3 separate regions of the Sus scrofa genome follow, and regions 2 and 3 are each linked to region 1. A link is a contact called in public HiChIP or PLAC-seq data. All regions are on one chromosome and are shown on one strand. Each heading gives the region's core, a stretch centred on a gene start, on an enhancer-like site or on the middle of the called end of the contact. The rest is flanking DNA. Distances are from core to core; before and after follow the strand shown.

The links. HiChIP or PLAC-seq counts read pairs in DNA pulled down with a chosen protein or histone mark.
Region 2: an H3K27ac HiChIP or PLAC-seq map of alveolar macrophages shows a contact between it and region 1. The contact joins two enhancer-like sites. A contact is called at or near these places in 2 of 47 Hi-C or Micro-C datasets (both in liver) and 1 of 2 datasets of contacts at active chromatin or transcription factors (alveolar macrophages).
Region 3: a contact with region 1 is called in an H3K27ac HiChIP or PLAC-seq map of alveolar macrophages. The contact joins the promoter of MARCKS here to the enhancer-like site in region 1. A contact is called at or near these places in 1 of 5 promoter capture datasets (fetal liver), 4 of 47 Hi-C or Micro-C datasets (embryonic fibroblasts, fetal liver and fibroblasts) and 2 of 2 datasets of contacts at active chromatin or transcription factors (alveolar macrophages and skeletal muscle).

The regions. Positions count from the first base shown.
Region 1 is chr1:79,581,675-79,585,860 of Sscrofa11.1, reverse strand. No RefSeq gene overlaps it. Among named protein-coding and RNA genes, the nearest start is that of MARCKS, 210 kb to the left of the region's middle. Within about 2 kb of position 1,775, at least 19 of the 83 cell types and tissues checked have an H3K27ac peak or open chromatin away from gene starts, as enhancers often do. A contact at or near this core is called in alveolar macrophages and fetal liver, where this site is marked.
Region 2 is chr1:79,411,441-79,415,854 of Sscrofa11.1, reverse strand. No RefSeq gene overlaps it. Among named protein-coding and RNA genes, the nearest start is that of MARCKS, 380 kb to the left of the region's middle. Within about 2 kb of position 1,379, at least 6 of the 83 cell types and tissues checked have an H3K27ac peak or open chromatin away from gene starts, as enhancers often do. A contact at or near this core is called in alveolar macrophages, where this site is marked.
Region 3 is chr1:79,787,121-79,791,146 of Sscrofa11.1, reverse strand. MARCKS (myristoylated alanine-rich C-kinase substrate) reads right to left here and starts at 1,351. Exons shown (of 2, transcript XM_021091501.1): 1 at 822-1,351. The coding sequence starts at 923.

The sequences.
Region 1 (4,186 bases), core at 526-3,025:
ACCTACACCACAGCTCATGACAACGCTGGATCCTTAACCTCCTGAGCAAGGCCAGGGATCGAACCCACAACCTCATGGTTCCTAATTGGATTTGTTAACCACTGAGCCACGATGGGAACTCCTCAAAATTCAAATTTTAGACTTAAATCTTTAAGTATTTCTGTCAGTTTGGGTCTTCTGAAAACAGATGTCAAGGTGGGATTAGATGGATGAGAGATTTTGGCGGAGAAACACTTTTGTGAAGGAAAAAAGGAAGGGAACATGAGTAGGCCAAGAGCTTCCATACCTTGATGCAAATATGTGAAGAGAGAGTCGGGGGGTAGGGGAACTGGGTTGAAAGAAGCCTCAGACCACAGTGTAGTTCTGAGAAAGTCTCAGCAAGGCCGGGGGGTGGGGGACCCCTGAGCTCCCTGAGCAAGTTTCCCATGAGAGGAGTCTTGTGTCTAGCAGAAGTGGCCTGGGCCCACTGCGTCCACCAGGCTCTGTCATTGGCTGGGAGCAGACCGTGGGAAGTGTGATCTGGATCCAAAGGTGTGACAGTTGGAGGCTGTCAGTCAGCCATCCCTGTGGCAGGTCTGGAAGGGAGAGTTGAAAGGGACACCTCCACACCACTGAAGTCCCCAAAGGTGGACCTCAAATCCCAGGATCCTCAGCAGGACTTTCCAAAGTTTACAGGCCTTATTCTCTCTGCTGTCCACTCCCATCTCCTGCCCAGTTCATTCCTTCTACTCCTGAACTCTTAATTCCCTCAAAGTCAGTTTAGATAGGGAAGCTAGACCTTGAGAGGCTCACCTTTTTTTCCTAGCTAATAAAACCATTCCTTTAAAAAAAAAAATCCCAATTCTATGAATCTTTCAGTGATGAAATTCCCAGCACGGTGTTAAATACAGAGGACACAAGGCAAATGAGACAACACAAAGGACTCACACCCTAGAGAGGGTTATGTACAAATTAGCATACATTTTATTAATGTGATAAAGAGAGGAATAGGCTGGACACAGAAGAGGACTATCTTGACCAGCCTGGGCAAAGGTCGAGCAGAGTCTCTAAGGACAAATACAACTTACTCAGAAAAGGCAGGCAGAGGCAGGTCTAGGCAGAGCTAGAAACTATGAAGAACAGACTACAAGAAGTGGGGTGTTTGTGGAGGATAAAGGGAAGGCTTCTGAGGTAGGCAGGATCCAGATTTATGCTTGGGAACATGTAGTTGACTGTGTCAGCTGTGGGCACGTGTGCATTTTACAAGTGTGGCAGAGGATTTGGGTGGGCAAGACTAAAGAGCAGAAGGAAGCCACTGCCTCTCTGCTGTTTATTTCCATCTGTTCCCTGATATGTCTGTAAGAGAACAGGAGTCCTGGTGAAAGACTGCCTGCTTTATCAAGTCAAAAGACTTGGATTCGAATCTCAGGGTCAAGGTCAAGGTTTACCATAGGTTAGGCCAGTCATGTAACTCTAGAAATGGAAGTTTCTGTTACTTATAAACTGGAAATCATGATAGTTGCCCTGACCTCTATTGAGCTGTTCTGAGGATCAAATGAGTTGAGATAGGACTTTCTGAAGGCACTTTGCAAACTTTCAGCACTATAAAAATTAAGAGGCTGATATTATGTACTGCTCAGGAAATAACAGACACCTGGGAAAACCCACAGAGTGTGGTTTTGTAAGAAATTGCTCAGCCTCCAAGGGAGAAAATGCCTGGCTTAACGCTGGCCAAGAGGAACATGTTTGGGAAATTACGACATGAGGTAAAGCAAATGGGGCTTTCTGTTTTGTTTTCAGAGATCACAACTGCTTGTCATTCTCATTGTTTACCCTTCCTCATCATGGGTGGTTCTGAAGTGAGAGGAAGTTGGGGCCAGGGAGTATTAATAAGGCAAAGAAGATGGTTAAAATGTACTTTGTGTAACAAATAGACACTGAACCTCTTTAAGGTGGGGAAGATAAGAAAAGCTAGACATTGGTTATATGAATAGGCACATGTGTAGGGACAGAGAACAAACTCAGCTTTGTCAGAAAACTGACTTTCCCAGGGCCTGACAGGGTCCTCATCCTCACACTCTCAGGGAGAAATAGCAGTATAATACTGGATAAATAAAACTTGTCCTAACAATTTCTGGAAAAAATTTTTTTTAATTTTATGATTTTAATTTTTTCCATTATAGTTGATTTAGTGTTCTGTCAATTTCTACTATTTAGCAAAGTGACCCAGTTATACATATATACATAGATTCTTTTTCTCACATTATCCTCTATCATGTCCCATCATAAGTGACTAGATATAGTTCCTTTTGCTCTACAGCAGGATCTCATTGCTTCTCCACTCCAAATGCAATAGTGTGCATTAACTCCAAACTCCCAGTCCATCCCACTTGCTCCTCCTCCTCTTTGGCCACCACAAATCCAAGTCCATGAGTTTCTTTTCTGTGGAAAGTTTCATTTGTGCTGCGTATTAGATTCCAGGTATAAATGCTATCATATGGTATTTGTGTTTCTCTTTCTGACTTATATGAGAGTCTCTAGTTCCATCCACGTTGCTGCAAATGGGATTATTTTGTTCTTTTTATGGCTGAGTAGTATTCCATTGTATACATATACCACATCTTCTTAATCCATTTATGTGTTGGTTGACATTTAGATTGTTTCCATGTTTTGGCTATTGTGAATAGTGCTGCAATGAACATGCAGGTGCATGTGTCTTTTTCAAGGAAAGTTTTGTCCAGATATATGTCCAAGAGTGGGATTGCTGGGTTGTAGGGTAGCTCTATATTTAGTTTTCTGAGGAACCTCTGTATTGGTTTCCATAATGGTTGTACCAATTTACATTCCCACCAACAGTGTAGGAGGGCTTCCTTTTCTCCACACCCTCTCCAGCATTTGCTATTTGTTGACTTGTTAATGATGGCCATTCTGACTGGTGTGAGATGGTACCTCATTGTAGTTTTGATTTGCATTTCTTTAATAATCAGTGATGTTGAGCATTTTTTCAAGGGCTTGTTGGCCACCTGTATATCTTCTTTGGAAAAAGGTCTCTTCAGGTCTTTTGCCTATTTTTCAATTGGGTTGTTGATTTTTTTTGCTGTTGAGTTGTATGAGTTGTTCATATATTTATAGATTAAGCTCTTGTCAGTTGCATCATTTGAAAGTATTTTCTCCCATTCCATAGGCTGTCTTTTTGTTTTTCTTATGGTTTCCTTTGCTCTGCAAAAGCTTTTCAGTGTGATTAGGTCTAATTGGTTTATTTTTGCTTTTTCTTCTGTTGCCTTGGGAGACTGACCTAAGAAAACATTTGTACTGGATTTCCCATTGTGGCTTAGTGGAAACAAAGCTGACTAGCATCCATGAGGATGCAGGTTCTATCTCAGGCCTTGTTCAGTGGGTTAAAGATCTGGCATTGCCTTGAGCTGTGGTGTAGGTTGCAGACATGGCTCAGATCTGGCATTGCTGTGGCGTAGGCCAGCAGCTACAGCTCTGATTAGACCCCTAGCCTGTGAAACTTCCATATGCCTTGGGGGTGGCCCTAAAAAGACTGAAAAAAAAATTCTCTCTCTGATTAACTGCGTTTTGTTGATGGTTTGTATGGAAAAAAAAAAACAGTGAAAAAAATGAAAAAAAAAATCACTACCATTAATATTCTTGTTCTTGTTGAGACTCAGAGGCCAGGCCTTTTACATATATTATCAATATATATCCTTATAAATATATTACCAGTGTCCTTCTAAAGGTGTGGAAAATCTCTGCTTAATCCTATGGTAGAGACCTTTCTTGGATGTCCTGAAAGAGTTATCTATTCCATGAAGAAAATTTTATTTTTTTTTTGATGGAGGAATCCACAGGAAAATTGGCACATGAGTTGAGATAATTAGCTGACTCATATAGGGGACTTGCTGGCAAAAAGGTTAATTACTTTTTCTTGAATACTCATACGATAGATTGATTTTGCCAAGTTAAAAAAAACTGAGGGACTTTTTGCCATATGACCTATGATACTTTGGAAAAGAATTCCCCAAAGAGCAGGGTGACTGATATTAAAGACTGATTCATTTAATACCAGCATCAGCCATTTTTAGCTTTTCTTACTGAATTTTAGAGGGCAGAAAACTAAAAATGACATTTCTCCCAAACCCTTGGGATTCATCTTTGGGGACCAACATGGGCTCAGTCATGCAAAGTATGAATTTTCTACTGT
Region 2 (4,414 bases), core at 130-2,629, 170 kb after region 1:
TTTCCTTGGGAGTCAGGCTTTTTGTGTGGCTGGTTTGATCACATCTGAATGGATAATCTTTTAAAAACCAAAATATTGGCTCAATGAATCAAAAATATTTTGAGAAAAATTAAGATGAGCTGATTGATAGATGCAAAAACTTAAGAACTTGATCAAATCCAATGTAGTCAAAAATTCATCACAAAAGGAGTGGATGTACTAGGTATGATTGATGTAGAGTTACTTAACATCATCACTTTTTAAAAAAATTCTGGAGATGAGTTGAAAAAAATCAATGACTAAAGAATGTGAAGTTGCTTTCATTCTTATTGTGACTTGGACATTATGTGAAAATTGCAAAGTTATGACTAGTTCTCTAAAACTGGCAGAATAAAAAGCCTATGTCTTGTATATATTATGAAAACCACAATTCCTGTCAAAAGAGAAGCGTCTCTTCTGCATAAAACACTCAAATGGATTAGTGAACTTGGTGTTTCCTTTTCCTCCCATTTTATCGTCAAGCATCACAGACTGTTTTTTTGGGTACATGTTCCCAAAACAAGATCTGTCTTTGTGTGCAGATACATAAGATTATTTTTTAGCATTAAGTAATAGTGACCTCAAGCACACTGCCACATCCAAGGCTGGAGAGTAGGAGGAAGTCAAAACAAGGGAAATTCCAAAAATGCAAATTTAGGAGTCTAATTCAGTACTGTAAGGGTGGGCCCAGGCATCAATATTTTTTATGAGCTCTTCAGGTAATGCTGACTCATAGTCAGGTTTGGGAAGCCCTGGCAAAACCCAGTTCTCTCTGCCTGGATTTAAATTTGACATCTGTCAGAATGCCCCTGTCCTGGGTATGAGTTCGAAAGTGTGTCCCTAGCCTGTGGTGGGAGAGAAGGGAGCAGGTACTTCCCTCTTCCTTCCCTCATGTGATGCGAGGTAGGTCTGTGGTACATAGACCTTAGCTGGCTGCAATGTCTAGTTTGTCCCATTGGAACTGTCAGCAGACAGAGTTGATGGGAAAGATGGAGATTATTTTAGCGTAATTTATCATTCCACAGTTGAGGGCACATGTATATAGATATTAAGTTACATAGCAAGGTCACATAGATAGTTCTGGAAAGATTTGAGAATATAACTCAGGTCTCCTGAGACCTCATTCAGTACTTTCCTCATTAGGAATTAAAAAAAACTCTCTCCATGCTGAGACTTCAACCTAATTTTCCAGCCTCATTTCCTATCACTTTACTTAGACTTGCTGTTAACCTTCCTCTGAACCCCAGGTATTTCATAAGGGCCAGCCCCGTGACCCTTCTTCCTTCTTTTGGTCAAAGCCCTTGGCTCGTCCTTGCAAAAGCTCTCACTTCACTCTCTCTGGTTGGAATGGGCTCACCCCAGTCCCTGGTCTTAGGACCAGGGAAGCACCCAAGCTGGGACAATTGAAGATGAGTGTCTGGTTTGAGGAGGGCAGGGGCTCAGCCAGGCCAGGGAGAATCAATCAGGGAACTCTGTTGGAACCACTGGGAAAGAACTACTTTCCCTTCCAGGGTCCTCATGGGCAGGGTGTCAGCTGCTGCTGCTGGCAGCCAGATTCTCCAGCTGTTGGGGACAGCCTGCCTCAGAATGAAGCCGACATAGAAGAAAAAGTCATGTGGAGAAGTGTGACTGATCCCTGGTGGCTCAGCTAGAGTACCTGGATCCAGTCACGCTGTTTCCACATCTGCTCCTGAAGTTTTCACTTATACAGTTGATAAATGGACTTTTGGCTTAAGCTGATTCAATTGGGTTTTTGTTTACTTGCAGATCAGAGAGATTCTGCTGAAATACTGGGTTCTGTCACTTTGTAGCTGCTCTACCATTTCATTGTAATACTCATTTCTATTTTACCTTCTGAAAAGCTATTTATTAGAAAAGGCATAAAGAGTTACCCCCGGTTGTTATGTTTATCCTTCACCCAAACCAATTGCTCAGTTATCAGTAGCCCTGCCCTGATATCCATTACATTAAGCACGGAGGAAAGTATTTTTCATAACTGTTAAAACATTGGTCTAAGCCCCCGGAATATCAAAGATTCTTGCTTTTGTAGAGTTTAACTTTTTGTGCAAAGAGAGTTTTTTTTTTTTTTTTTCTTTTGCTTTTTAGGGCCACACTCTCAGCATATGAAGATTCCCAGGCTAGGGGTCTAACTGGAGCTACAGCTGCCAGCCTACACCACAGCCACAGCAACATCAGATCTGAGCCACATCTGTGACCCACACAACAGCTCACAGCATGCTGGATCCTTAACTCACTGAATGAGGGCAGGGATCGAAGCTGAAGCCTCATGGTTCCTAGTTGGATTCATTTCCACTGCACCACAACAGGAACTCCAGAGAAATAATTTTTTTTTTAAAAAAAGAAAAACAAATGAACATGAGGATTTCCCACTGTGGTGCAGTGGGTTAATAAATCCAACGTCAGTAGCGTGGGTTGCTGCAGCAATTTGGGTTTGATACCCAGCACAGTGCAATGGCTAAAAGGACCCAGCGTTGCCATAGCTGCAGCTCAGGTCACAGCTGTGGCCTGGATTCAGTCCCTGGCACAGGAACTCCATATGCCATGGGTGTGGCCATTAAAAAAAAATGAAAAACTACACATGTAAATTATTCTGTGGATTAGAAGGTGATAAGCTTTATGTTAAAAACACCACACCACCACCACCACAAACAACAAAAAATCAGAGTAGGGGGTACTAGAGATGCCGTGGGTAGGAGGATTGCAATTTAAAACAAAACTCACTAAGGAAGTAACAACTGAGCAAAGAATTAGTAGTGAGGGAGTTAGTCAGGTGGCCTGGGAACACCTGGAGATAGGGTGTTTTAGGCTTTCAGAATAACAAATGCCGAGAGCAAAAGTGGAGTGTAGCAATATTCCAGGAACAGCAAGGAGGCCAGCATAGCTACCACAGAGCTAACAATGGAAAAATCAAGTCTGAAGGATCACAGGGGTTTGATCACATTCCATTTGCCACCTGTGAGCACTTTTGTGTTCTATTCTGTGAAATGGAGAGCAGGTGAGGTTTATTTTATTTCTAATATACTATTTATTTTATTATTCTATTCCATTCCACTCTAGTAGAGGAGTGACATGGGCTGATTTGCATTTTTTAAAAAATGCCTGTGGGTGCAGTATTGAGTATAGGTAGGAGTTAGCATGGAAGCAGGGGCCAGTTAGGAGGCTGTGGCAGAAAACGTCCACAGATGCTCAGCTCCGCACTCAGTCTTCTAAACATTCCTTGGTACCGTGTCTGGAAACTTTCAAACTGTTTTCCTAGACTCCCTTCCACCTGTTGTCCATATAGGATGTGCCACTGGAAAGCACGGTGAGAGAATGAACCTAGGAGGAAGGGAGAGACCATTTTTTTCTGCTTCTGGTGGCACCTCCAGTCGAGGTGGCAGTAGAATAGTGGGTAAGTGAGCATCTGGAGGATGGAAAGACCATCTCTTATATGGAGATGAATGCAAATGGAGCCTGACTGGGGCAGAAGTGGTGGGTGAATAGAAGTTCCAGTTTGGATAGGTGACATTAGAGATTCTATCCCAGTGGAGTATTCAATACAGGTCTGGATATGAGGTCTAGGCTGTAGATATAAATTTGGAAGTTGGTGATATTATTAAAAACCATGAGACGGGGTGAACTCATTGAAGAAGAGAGATAAAGAACACCTCAGAAATTCCTGTTGTGGCTCAGTGGTTAACAATCCCAACTAGGATCCATGAGAATGTGTGTTTGATCCCTGCCCTCACTCAGTGGGTTAAGGATCCAGTGTTGCTGTGCCTGTGGTGTAGGCCAGCAGTTATAGCTCTGATTCAGCTCCTAGCCTGGGAACTTCCATATGCAGTGGATGTGGCCCTAAAAAGCAAAAAAAATAAAATAAAATAAAATAAATAAAAAATAAAAATAAAATAAAAGAAAAGAAAAAAAGAAAAAGAACGCCTTCACTTGGATCCTGAAGCTCTCAGACATTCAGAACTCAGGGATAAGAAGAGAAACCAGAAGAAGAGATTGAAAAAGACTGACAAATGATGAAGGATGAAGACCTCAGAGAAGAGGCAGTGAGCAACCTTGTTGAAAAGAGTCAAAACCTTGTTGAAAAGAGTCAAAAAGGTGAGGACCGAGAATGGACACCTGGATTTAGCAGTGTAAGATGGGTGACTGGTGACCCTGACAAAAGCCATTTTTATAGTGTGGGCACTGGATTTATTCAATCATGAATTTATTCCAAAGTTCATTCATTGAATATCTGTTTTGAGCCAATCACTGAGAATTTGAGGTAAACAAGAAAGACATTGTCCTGATCTCTCCAAGTTTAGAGTACTCCGCTTCATGGCACGCTATGACCTCATGCATGCGTCAATGTCAGAACAGATTTTTACTCCACATATGCGTGGAC
Region 3 (4,026 bases), core at 102-2,601, 210 kb before region 1:
GCCCACCCAACCGTGGCCATCCGCCTAGGTTTGGGCAGCGCCGGGGCAGCCCCTGCAGTGGTCCAGGCGCCACGCACACCAATAGCCCTGACTGAAACACACGAATTGCCTCTTGTTGACCATCTGGACAGGTTCTTCAAGGACCCAGTCTTCCCATCCACTTAAAAGTCAGATGTGTGTGTAATTAGACAGCTACGAACAGGGATTTAGAACAGTAGGAAAGCCCATCAAAAGGTAGTGAAACCCTTCTGTTCACCTCCAGCCAGCCAACCGGCCAGTCACCTTTCCAAGAACCCAGGGCACGCCGCCTCGGCATACAATGAGACAGCCCTTCCCTCCTAGGCTTTCTCCACCGCCATCCCTATTGCGCCCCCCCACTTCCCTACCCACTTACACAACCACACCAGTTCAGATATCCTGAAGGCGACTCAGTCTCGACAACAAACACGAGACACCCAAACACCTTTGTGCCCACCCAACAGAAATGCAACCTGCCTGGGGGTGGGGGTGTGGGGTAGCACCTAGCTAGTCACGTTCTGCCAAGCTCCAAACACGCCATTTTAGACAATTTATCACTTCTTTCCTCCCGTCTACACGAGAATTCGCCAGGATTTTCTGGGAACCACCACTTTGGGGCAGGGGGAGACACCACCTATGAGAAATTTACAATTTAGGCTATCGCTTTCCATTCAACTTTCATATTGGAATCTGGCTCTCTCCTTTCCGCCTAATGCGCCTCAGGCACGACCAGGAAGGAAGGGGAAGCGTAGGGACTAGAGAAAGATACCAAAGAAATGACCAGAACCACAGGTAGAAATTACCTGCCCATTCGCTTTGGAAGGCGACGAGGCCACAGCCGCCTCCCCGGGCCTCTCCCCAGCGGCTTCTCCCTTCGAAGCGGTCTTGGAGAACTGGGCACCCATGCTGGCTTCTTCAACAAAGAAACTCAACAGATCCAAGGGGGGAACAAAGAGCTTCGGGTTGGTGTAACGACGGGGCGAGCAGCAGCAGCGGCAGCAGCGGCGGCGGCAGCGGCAGCAGCAGCACACACACACCGGAGGGAGGGGGGAGTGGGGGTGGTGAAGAGGACAGAACAGAGTCGATTAAATACACTCCGGATAAAAAAATTTTAGTCGAAGAGATCAAAAAGCAGCAGCGCAGGAGGGAGGGAAAAAGGGTGGAAAAGTCGAGCACAAAAAAAGGAGCCCAAGTGTAGTTTAAAAAAAAAAGAAGTAATAAAAAAAATCCCAGATTTGTAGCCGCACTGTAGACAAGAGGAAAATGGAGAAATCTCCCTGGTTGCTAATAAGATGCGGAGTCCAACGCCCAAGTGCACAGATGAATGGGCTCACGGGCGCTGACGCGGCCCCCGCGCACGCCGGCCAATCCGCGCGTTGCACACAAAGCAGGGGGCGGGGCCTGCGCTCGCCTCGAACAATGGAGCCGCGCTTTGCAAACGGTTTGAAAATCAGCCTCATACCGAGAATTAATGTCCTCCAAATAAATAAATCAATTAAAAAATACATGCCTCTCGCCTCCCTCGGCTTAAAAATAATAATGCATTACTTGATTGGTTTGCTTTGTTTGTAATTAATTAACGCGGGAGGGGGAGTACTTGTGGATGGGGGCGGAGAAAACGTTAACTTGACTTGCTTTGACTCTCCTCTGTCTGTATCTGCGTCTGTCTCCTTCCACCCTCTCCCCTCCCCCATCTTTCCGTGTGTTTATGTGTATGTGTGTCTATGCGAGTTTTTAAGACAATGGTTGGGGTTTGTGTGCAGCATGTTTTCTTTCTCTGTGTTCCATATTGACTTCACAGATACTCAACAGCATTTTTTTTTTAACGGTTGCAAATGCGAAATCGCCCGAAATTGAAAGGTATTTAAACCAAGAAGATCGAATTTCATCAAACGAGATCGCGAGTTAGAATTAGGTCTGTAGGCCAGATGTGGAAAATGCAAAAGCAGCAAGCAGCCGAAGCCACACTCCCTTCCCTATCCCACATTGGCATGAAATAAAATATTTCAAGATTGGCCTACGGCGCTCATCAACCTTCTCCCCCGCCCCAATCCAATTAATGATTCCCCCCTCCCCCCAACAAAATTAAGTGAGGGCCATGTACAAAAGATCGAAAAGGTTTACATTTTATCGCTGTGTGAAATGACAATTTTCTCTAGGGTGAAATGAGATCCTACAGCATAGAGTGTACGAATCTATATTTACAGTTAAGAGGCAATTCGCGTCGATATGAATTTTTTTCAGCCTACTGCCAGGATGGGATGGACTCTTTTTTTTCTGAACGTGCGTAAGTGTGCATGCAAGCCAGTGGGCTCCTGGAAGGCAGGGAGACAGCAGTGATGAAACTCTGAACAACCGGATTGACTATTACAGTTCTAAGGAGAAATTACACATTGAGAGATAGCAAGAAGAACCCTGAACGCTTCAAGCCTAACTTGAGTTAGAAAGGAAGCTTCTATTAAGGAACCCAGGGTACCTCCATCTGTAACCCTTGCCACCGAAGTATCAGAAGCTGTTTGTGCGTGAAAGACAGAGCACTGATTTAAAGAATAGAAGGTGAGAGGGTGGGGCTAAAAATCAAGGATACACACTTATAAGCATTCTCCTATCACCTACATTTCTGCTCCCAAAGTTTTCACTTGTGTCCAAATCAGGCTACCTTTAGTGATCCTGAAATGAATTATCTTCTGCTTATGGAGGTGAGAAGCAGTCGAAGTAATGGTTCATTTCTCCTGGTGCTGGCTCTGAATTCTAAAACAGTTTTATTTTTCAGCTCATTGTAGGGAAATGGGTCACACTGAGTGAAAAAGACGGTTAGTTCAAGCCAATAACTCTTTGTTCAACTATTGCTTTGAAAATCAAGCTGCATATCTTTTCATGAAGCCTCGTCTTCTCACTGTCCACTTATTCAGATGCATCATTCAATCATGAAGTCATATCCCCCAGAACTGATGTTAAGATGTTTCCGTAAAAGTGTATCTTGCCAAACGTGTTATCACCCTTAAGGGAGCCCGCTGGCCTGGCCCAAGACCCCAGTCGCCGCGTTGGATGCGAATCCCTTGTATTAGCGGAGTTCCAACTTGAAAAGCCAACTGGGCTGATCCAAAGCCACCATCCAGGCGATTCTCAGAAGACTTTTAGGCTGTTGATTACCGCCCCCGCCCCCCAAAAGTGAACCAAGTCCCTTCGTCTACATCCCCCTCCCGGTTAAATTTGGGGTGACTGCTAGCTCGTTTTCAAATTTTCTCCAGACGGGTTCTTAGCCCTCCATTTGGGGGCTGCTTTTATTGCTTCTTTGTTACCAGGCTGCCTTGTAGCTTTCCCCCCTTTTCTTTCTCTAATGCCTATTTGCCTGGTATCGGCTTGTCTCCTTGGCAACGGCCGGGGAAGATTCGGAGCCCCGAGCGGGGGGAGGGGGAAGGGGCGGAGCCGGCGGGGGAGTTGCAGGGAAGCGAAAGGGATGCTGAGCGAGAGACTGGAGACAGACAACCAAGCAGATGGCCGCGCAAGGGGGCGGGGTCCAGGCGGGGCGTGGGGGGGGACCCCAAGCGTCGCGGGCGCGAGGGAGCCAATCAATTCTCTCCGCAGCTCCGGGGATAGAAAACAAGTGTAAACACATAGATTTCACTCCCCACGAGCGGTCCGTAGTTTGGGGTAGAAAAGATCTTTTTCTTTCGATAAGAGCGCATTTCTAGCGTAGGTTGGGAAGCCGACACTCCCCGGTAACTGGCAGGGGGAGGCGGTTTGCGGGACGCTGCCGGGGGGCGCTGAGCTTTGTGCCAACCTCTCCCAGCGTCCGGCCAGCCAGGAGAAAGCTGCGAATGCAGGAGGGGATGAAGGCGGAGAATGGGTGAGGAAGGAAGGGGCTGGGAAATGGGAAGAGGTCGTTCTGCCCCCGAAACTACATAATGGCTGGGAAGGACCGCCAAACAAGACTGGAACCAGTAGGAAGTTGTACGGTGTAAGTACATAGTTTCTCAGGAGTTCAGCGTTTTCCAGAGCTAAAGG